Linked DNA regions of Mus musculus: region 2 is linked to region 1. A link is a contact called in public HiChIP or PLAC-seq data. All regions are on one chromosome and are shown on one strand. The core of a region is the stretch at or near the end of the contact, and the rest is flanking DNA. Distances in the headings are between cores, read along the strand shown.

Region 1 (3,632 bases), core at 426-2,925:
CTGGAAGGGCAGCCAGTGCTCTTAACCACTGAGCAGTCTCTATGCTCAGGGCACCATTTTTCTGAATTCTTTTACTGAAAAGCACTTCCCTTCGCCTGGGGAGATAGATAGTTCAGCTCTTCAGTAAGATACTTACTGCTTTCTCAGGGAATTCGAGTTCAGTTCTCAACTCACATGCCAGCTCACAACTGTCTGTAACTCCACTTCCAGGGCATTGGGCACACATGTGCACAGGTTTATGGACAGACAAAACACCCCATAGATATCAAATTAAATAAACACATAAACAAATTTTAAAGATGTCCCAGATAATTCAGACACCATAGGCTAAACATAAAGAGTTTTTTTTTTTAAATAAGTGACATTCTAAGAATAACTTAAAATGCCTAGTATATACAAGATAAATGAATCTAGCTTTGTTAATTTCTTTTCCTTGGGAATACGTTTATTGCCCTGCCTTTCCTGACTCCAAATACTATCTCTGGCTTACCTGTGTTTTATTGATTAGAAACTTTGGACTTCACCCTTCCACTTGCAGGTGAGGTTAGGAACAGTTCTTCTAATGCTGTTCTTACTTCCTGAGTTTTGTGCCCTCAGGTATGTGGAATCTAAGAAAGACAGAGTCACAGTAGTCTTCAGCACGGTTTTTAAAGATGACGACGATGTGGTCATCGGAAAGGTGTTCATGCAGGTACGGAGCAAAAATCTAGAGGGGAAATTGTGCTGTAGGAAGTTCAATCTTCACATACTATGTACACAGCCACCAGATGGTCTGGACTTGAAGCTCAGCGGTAGAGCATTGCATTGCCTGATATGCATAAGGTCCCAGGTTTGCCTCCATTGCCTGGGCAATTGGTAACAGAAATAGAACAACATACATGTCATATACTCCAAGGCCTAGAAAAGATCAGTTCTGTTAGTGTTGAAACTTGAAAATGTAATGAACAACCTGTCTTCGTTTGTTTCTTTGTTGCTATGATAAAACACTGGCCAAAACAACTTGGAAGAAAGGGGTTTATTTCACCTTAGACGTCCAGGTCACAGTCCACCTCTGAAGGAAGTCCTGATAGCTCAAAACCTAGAAGCAGGAACCGAAGCAGACACCCTGAGAAGTGTTGCTTTCTGGCTTCATCCCCATGGCTTGCTCAGCCTGGTTCTTTATGTAATCCAGAACCAGCAGCTCAGGGCGTCACTCTACAGGAAGAGCTGGGTCCCTACAAATCAGTCATTAATCAGAAACACACCCCACTAGCATACCTACAGCACAGTCCTAACAAAGACAGTTTCTCCACGAGGTTCCCCTGCCCTGATATGTCTAGGTTTATGTCAAGTTGACAAAAGCCAACCAGCATGGCCCCCCACCCAAACCCGAATGCCTGTTTCTTGTTGATGGCTCTGACAGGACAAGGCAAGAGGGTGGATTAGTTTTGACTGAATAGTAACTATCCTTCCTTCCTTCTATGATGGAGTCCTTGGTCTGAAGTGTGGTCTCATTTCCTTATGTCTGTGTTTGCTCAGTTTTGTAGCAAGGCCTACTGGTTTAGGTCCCTTGCCTTTCAGAGTGGTTAGTAATGAATTCCAGAGTAGGAGATAACAAACAGTGGATGGAGCTGTAGCCTGATTGACAGGAGAGCGGTGCCAGGGGCTAAGGGAGTGGCCGGAGCCTGCCTCCTGCTGGGAAGTCTTGTGATTTAGAAGAGCATCTTGTCCTTGGGGTTTTGGTGCAATGGGACTCGGCATATTCTAGACCCTTCTTGAGTGTCGTTTTGTCTGCTGGCCAGTCACTGTCTTCAGGCACTGAGAGCTTACTGGTCAGGAGGTATTCAGGCACTGCCTTCTGAGGTAGGTCAACATTCCAAGTTTAATACATTGGTTAGTTTTTTTAAAGCTTTAATACATTTACCTATCCTTGGCAGAAGGTGAATGCGGTTTTATTTTTTTAATTCTGAAGCAGCCAGGCTCGTGGCCCAGCCTCTAATCCAGCCACTTAGAGGCCTGAGGCAGGAGGATTACTTTACTGCACAATGGCCTAGGCTATAGATAGTAAGGCCTTACGTCAATTTTTTTTTCCTTAGGAAGAAAATTCTGAAACAGGCTCTCCTCCCCTCCCCCGCATTGACCTGAAAGACAGTTGTGCCTCTCACAGCTGCCCCTACCTAGCCAGGGCCACGTTCAAAACGCTGTCCTCAGTAACAGCCTTGTACTGGGACTAACTAATCAGATACTGGTTTAGGAGTCCCTGTGCAGAGAAACTTGAAGGTTGACACTTGGGCATTTGATAGTTCTCGGCTTACTAAAGAAAACGAAAATCTCAATATCTGACTCGTAGCAGCCCTTAGATAGACATTTCATAATATTTTTTCTGCAGAATTAATGGGAACTAAATACATTAGTTAAGAAATTGGGCTAGGGCTGGTGAGATGGCTCAGTGGGTAAGAGCACCCGACCGCTCTTCCGAAGGTCAGGAGTTCAAATCCCAGCAACCACATGGTGGCTCACAACCATCCGTAATGAGATCTGACTCCCTCTTCTAGAGTGTCTGAGGACAGCTACAGTGTACTTACATATAATAAATAATAAATAAATCTAAAAAAATAAATAAATAAAATGCTAAAAAAAAAAAAAGAAATTGGGCTAAATGTAGACTAGCAACTAATTTTAAAAACTATGAAGTATGCATTTAGATTTGGCTGGTTTGGAGGGTATGTGTGTGTAATTTTTTGTAAGTCTTTTTCCACTTTGTGCCTGGAAAATTTCAAGCTATTTTTATACCTCAAACAAATGTTACCCCCTAGAGTTTACTGCAGGATTTTGTAAATGTTCTTTTTGTGTGTGTAGAGGAGAATATGAATTTAGGCTCTTCAACATTCATGTGGCAAGACAGTTACCTAAAACGGAAAGCAAACCTACTGTAGTAGTTTTGGTTTTGGGTCTTTGTTCGTGCTGCCAGTATTTCTAGCCAGTGATGTGCGACCCATCTCCTCTGCCATCTTCTCCATACCAGAGGCTAGAGTGACTCGCTTTGGTGACCACAAAGACCAAGTTAATCAAGTAGGATTTTTCCTGAGTCCAGGAAAAGTTAGTTTTGTTCTGCACAGAGACAGGGTTTCTCTGTGTAGCCGTAGCTGCCCTGGAACTCACTCTGTAGACCAGGCTGGCCTCAAGCTCAGAAATCTGCCTGCCTCTGCCTCACAAGTGCTAGGATTAAAGGTGTGTGCCACCACTGCCTGGCTGTTTTCTTAAAGCAGGCAGCCTCTCACTGTGCAGCCCAGGCTAGCCTGGAGCTCATGTGTTTACCTAGCTATCTTCACATTTGGAGCAGTCCATTCCCCCCACCACCCATGTGCTGGAATTAGAGGATCTGTCACCACATCTGACAATTGCTTGTGTCAAGACACACACTTTGTTACATTGGGACCAGTAAGAAAAGCATGAAATTTGCGTTTCATTTTTACACAGGGGCCATGTTGACCTTGTAATGTATGTTCCAGTTTTAGTTCGTGTAGCTACTCAAGTGAGCACTTCCGTTTTCTTAGACTGTCTCACTGTGGCCTAGGCTGGCCAGTAACTTGTGGTCCTCCCTCCTTAGTCTCTTGAGTTCTAAAGTGTGCCACTGTGTCCAGCTTGAACTA
Region 2 (3,831 bases), core at 671-3,170, 47 kb after region 1:
TTCTTCTGAGAAGGATGAGGTGCCGTGCCCCAGTGTTGTTACTGTTTTGTGAGGCAGGCACTTGCCCTATAACTCAGGCCACTCCACCACACACTCAGTCCCTCAGTCCCGGTGCTTTTACTCTGTCTTAAGGGCCCATGGTGAGAGGTCTTGGGTTGGGAGGTGCTCTGCTATAGATGGCTTCTATCTGAGGATCCCCCATTCTTACCGAGGAAGCTGAGCCTAAGTGCCTATTACCCTAGCCCATGAGCTTCTCCAACTACTTGCCAACTAATATTTTATTACCTCTTTGATCTGCCCAGTTTTACATGAGCAGCCCTGAAGTCAGACAGGAAATCAGGACCCTTGAAGCAATGGTCTCACCTCCCTTGAAACTATAAAGCAAGACCAGGGCCCCATGACTGGAGAGGTAAGAACAGGCAAGTGAAGAGGAGAGGGAGTATGGTGGCCTGTTTAAGGCAGACAAAGCAGCACAAAGAAGCACCTGGCTTGCCCAGCCACCACTGGCCAGGCCAAAGACACCAGCTTTGAAACCAAAGCTCACCACTGAGATAAATATTTCAGAGTCTCAGAGAACCAGACACCTGCCAGACCTTCCATGACAGCTCTCCCCACTTATCCGGTGTTTAGGTTGACCCTCAGCCCCATGGGTACCACCACCCATAGGCCACAGTGGAGTGAGTGACTGGGGAAGGATGCCCCGGGGAACAAGACCTGGTGAAGACAGTCCAGGCTCTGCCTTGGCAGAGAGCCTTCCATTCCTTCCTCCTTTTCTGGTTCCCTCCTGGCCCTCCCAAACCTGCTTTCCCTTTTCCCATTTCCCTGTTTCTTTTTTTTTTTTTTTTTTTTTTTTATTTTTTATTCTGACCTAAAGAGGTCACCAGGGCCAGGCAAGACAGCTTTCACCTGTAATACTCCCAGCACTTAAGGATCTGAGGCAACAAGTTCAAGGCTTGACTGGGCTACTGAGTGAAACTGTCTCAAATAAATAAATAAATAAATAAATAAATAAATAAATAAACCAACCAACCAACCAACCAACCAACCAACCAACCACAGTTCATCAGCTTGACTGTACTTTCTGGTAGGCTTCTGAATTACAGAGCAAAGGAACAGGAGCAGGCCAGGTTAGGAGTAGGAATGGCTTCTTCTTTAGACCTTAGGTTGGCCCGCTGGCTTCTCTGAGCTAGGGCTCCCTCCTCCCACCCCCCACCTTAGACAGATTCTCATCACCAGTTTTTACGCAGCCTGGTGACGCCAGGGCAAGCTCGAACAGCCCCGGGTGGGTTCCAAGCCTCTGGCTGGCTCCCTCCCTCCCTCTCCCCACCAGCTGAGGACCATGACCGCCTCCATTCTCACTTGCTGCACGGCCACTCTGGGGCCCCGGAGTGGGGGACACGTCCTCAGACAAACAAGCCACTCAGCCACTGAGAGGAGCACCCTACAAGAAGCGGGTCAGCTCGCGGGTGCGCACCGAATGCGGTTGCGCCACAAGCCCGGGCCATATGTCCTGCCCGGGCGCACATGGAAAGTGAAGACCGGAACAGGCAGAACGAAAGGACCCTAGCCTGGCTCCGGAGCACGACCGGAGTCGGCCCGCGCGTGCCAGAAAAGTTCGGGCGCCTGGGCGCAGCGCCGCCCCAGGCCACTTCCATTCCCCGCCGGTCTCGGGTCCCCACCTCCAACGGCCGCAGCCCCCTCACTTGCCTGCGCTGTTCCGGACCGTGAGATCCGCCTGGGCCTCCGGGCGCTGGCGAGGACTGGGCTGGGCCGGGCTGGACTGGGGCTCCGTGCCCCGCCCCGTCTCTCTCCGCCGCCAGTGGGGAGGAGCCGCCCGGCACCCCGAGACCTCCAGGGAGCGCTGGGGTCCCCTCCAGACCTCAACCACGACCCAGGTGTGAGTGGTTCACATTTACTGGAAGCAACGCCGGTTCGCAGCGAAAACCCAAACTCACTGGGAAAAAAATAACTTCTTTCCATGAATTCCAGACTCCACCCCAGTAAGAAGTGCTATTTATGCGTCATCAGTGCCTACATATCAGCGATTTGCGCTAGGGGCTTTAGAGCTAATCCTGTTGTCTTAAAAGTTGTTATTGGGTTTGTTTTTTTGTTTGTTTGTATTCTGGGTAAAAGAGCGATGTCGCTATGTACCTCAGGCTGGTCTCCAGCACTTGTCACCCGGCCTCAGCCCAAGTGTTGCAATTACTGACCCTGGTTTCACATAGTCAGATTTCACTGATTTTTTTTCCCTCTTTTTCTTTTTTGTCACTAACTGATCTTCAGCACTTTCGGTCTAGGGGCGTAGGTCAGTGGTAGATCTCTGGCTTTCCATGTGAGAGACCCAGCTGGGTTTCATCCCCATGCCAGGAAAACCAAACAACAAAAGAATAGTTTCAATGATGCACAATATTGTATCACATGGCTATGCTATGTTTATATCAATTCATTCTTAAAACTTCTTATTTCGTGAAAAAAAAATTTAAGTCACAAAAAAAAGAAAGAAAAAAAAAGAAAAGAAAAATTTAAGTCACAAAAAAGTCTGTGGTGACTAAGAATTCTGTGCTTGTAAGCTAACCGCCCTTTTCAAATGTAAAACTTCAAACACAGGCATGAGACTCCGAAGCTATGCTTGGAATCAGTCATGTGTCACTTAATGACAGGGATGTGCTAGGTTAGGAAATTTCTGTTTTGCAAACCTCATGGTGTGTTTACACTAACAGCTCACTATGTGTGACTGGGAAGTAAAAATAATCTTATAGCAGTTGGCAGTATGCTGGCTTAGGGTGCGAGCAGTCCTGGGTTCCATCTCCAGCACTGCATAAACAGTGGAAGTGGCATGTGCCCGTAATGCCAGATATTTTGGGAATGTTAATAATAAAATAACTTACCTCAAAGAGGTTAAGAGGAGCCAAATATGTGGCCATGGTCAGAGAAAACCAATATAGGTTATCCAAAAGTCTGTGTTCCAACATGGGAATCGTTTGGTGAAGTTTTGAGGAGGTTGGAAAGTCATCTTAATTAGGGTTTTATTGCTGTAAACAAACACCATGACCAAGGCAGCTCTTATAAGGACAGCATTTAATTGGAGCTGACTTACAGGTTCAGAGGTTCAGGCAATTATCATCAAGGCGGCATCCAGGCAGGCGTGGTGCAGGAGGAGCTGAGAGTTCTAAGTCTTCATCTGAAAGTCACTAGAAGACTGGCTTCCAGGCAGCTAGGATGAAGGTCCTAAAGCCCATGCCCACAGTGACACACTTCCTCCAACAATGCCACACCTACTCTAACAAGGCCAAACCTCCAAATAGTGCCACTCCCTGGGCCAAGTACATTCAAACCACCACAGGGGTGTTTTGATTTGGTTTTGGTTTTGTTTTAAGGGTCTCACCATGTAACTCTAGTTGACTTGGGATTCAGTATGGAGACTAGGCTACCCTGGAACTCAGAGAGACTGCCTACCTCTGCTTCTTGAGTGTTGGGATTAAAGGTGTGCATAACCATACTAAGTTTGATAAAGTTTTTATATCGGTAGAAAAGAAAGTGTTAGTTGAGGCACTTTTCAAATGGACATTTGGAAAAACTAAGTAGGAAGTTATAGCAAAATGGATCATCTCAACTATAGCTCTAGGCCTCAGGGCTGTGTGATGAGACTCAGCCTTTGGGTTGATAGAAGGGTTTCATCTATTAGTCACTGAATGTTAGGCCACAGAGGTAGGCAAGGAATGGCTATTTAGGGGCTGAAGACAACCCAAGATCAATTGTAACGAGGCTCTGGACCAGCAAACATTCCACCCTCTACACAGTCACTGGAATTCTAGTCTCTTAATCAGCCTG

Evidence for each region. HiChIP or PLAC-seq counts read pairs in DNA pulled down with a chosen protein or histone mark.
Region 2: a contact with region 1 is called in an H3K27ac HiChIP or PLAC-seq map of embryonic stem cells, with 13 read pairs. The contact joins the promoter of Tmbim1 here to the enhancer-like site in region 1. A contact is called at or near these places in 5 of 39 promoter capture datasets (the HPC-7 cell line, embryonic stem cells, macrophages and 2 more), 1 of 15 datasets of contacts at CTCF or cohesin (the NIH/3T3 cell line), 5 of 115 datasets of contacts at active chromatin or transcription factors (the SCID.adh cell line, embryonic stem cells, extraembryonic endoderm stem cells and 1 more) and 3 of 9 other capture datasets (adipose tissue, liver and pancreatic islet).

The regions. Positions count from the first base shown.
Region 1 is chr1:74,255,361-74,258,992 of GRCm38.p6, forward strand. It overlaps Arpc2 (actin related protein 2/3 complex, subunit 2), which reads left to right. Exons shown (of 10, transcript NM_029711.2): 6 at 598-691. Among named protein-coding and RNA genes, the nearest start is that of Arpc2, 21 kb to the left of the region's middle. Within about 2 kb of position 1,676, at least 23 of the 459 cell types and tissues checked have an H3K27ac peak or open chromatin away from gene starts, as enhancers often do. A contact at or near this core is called in embryonic stem cells and extraembryonic endoderm stem cells, where this site is marked.
Region 2 is chr1:74,302,416-74,306,246 of GRCm38.p6, forward strand. Tmbim1 (transmembrane BAX inhibitor motif containing 1) reads right to left here and starts at 1,921. Exons shown (of 12, transcript NM_027154.5): 1 at 1,708-1,921. All of the region lies in intron 2 of Pnkd (paroxysmal nonkinesiogenic dyskinesia), which reads left to right.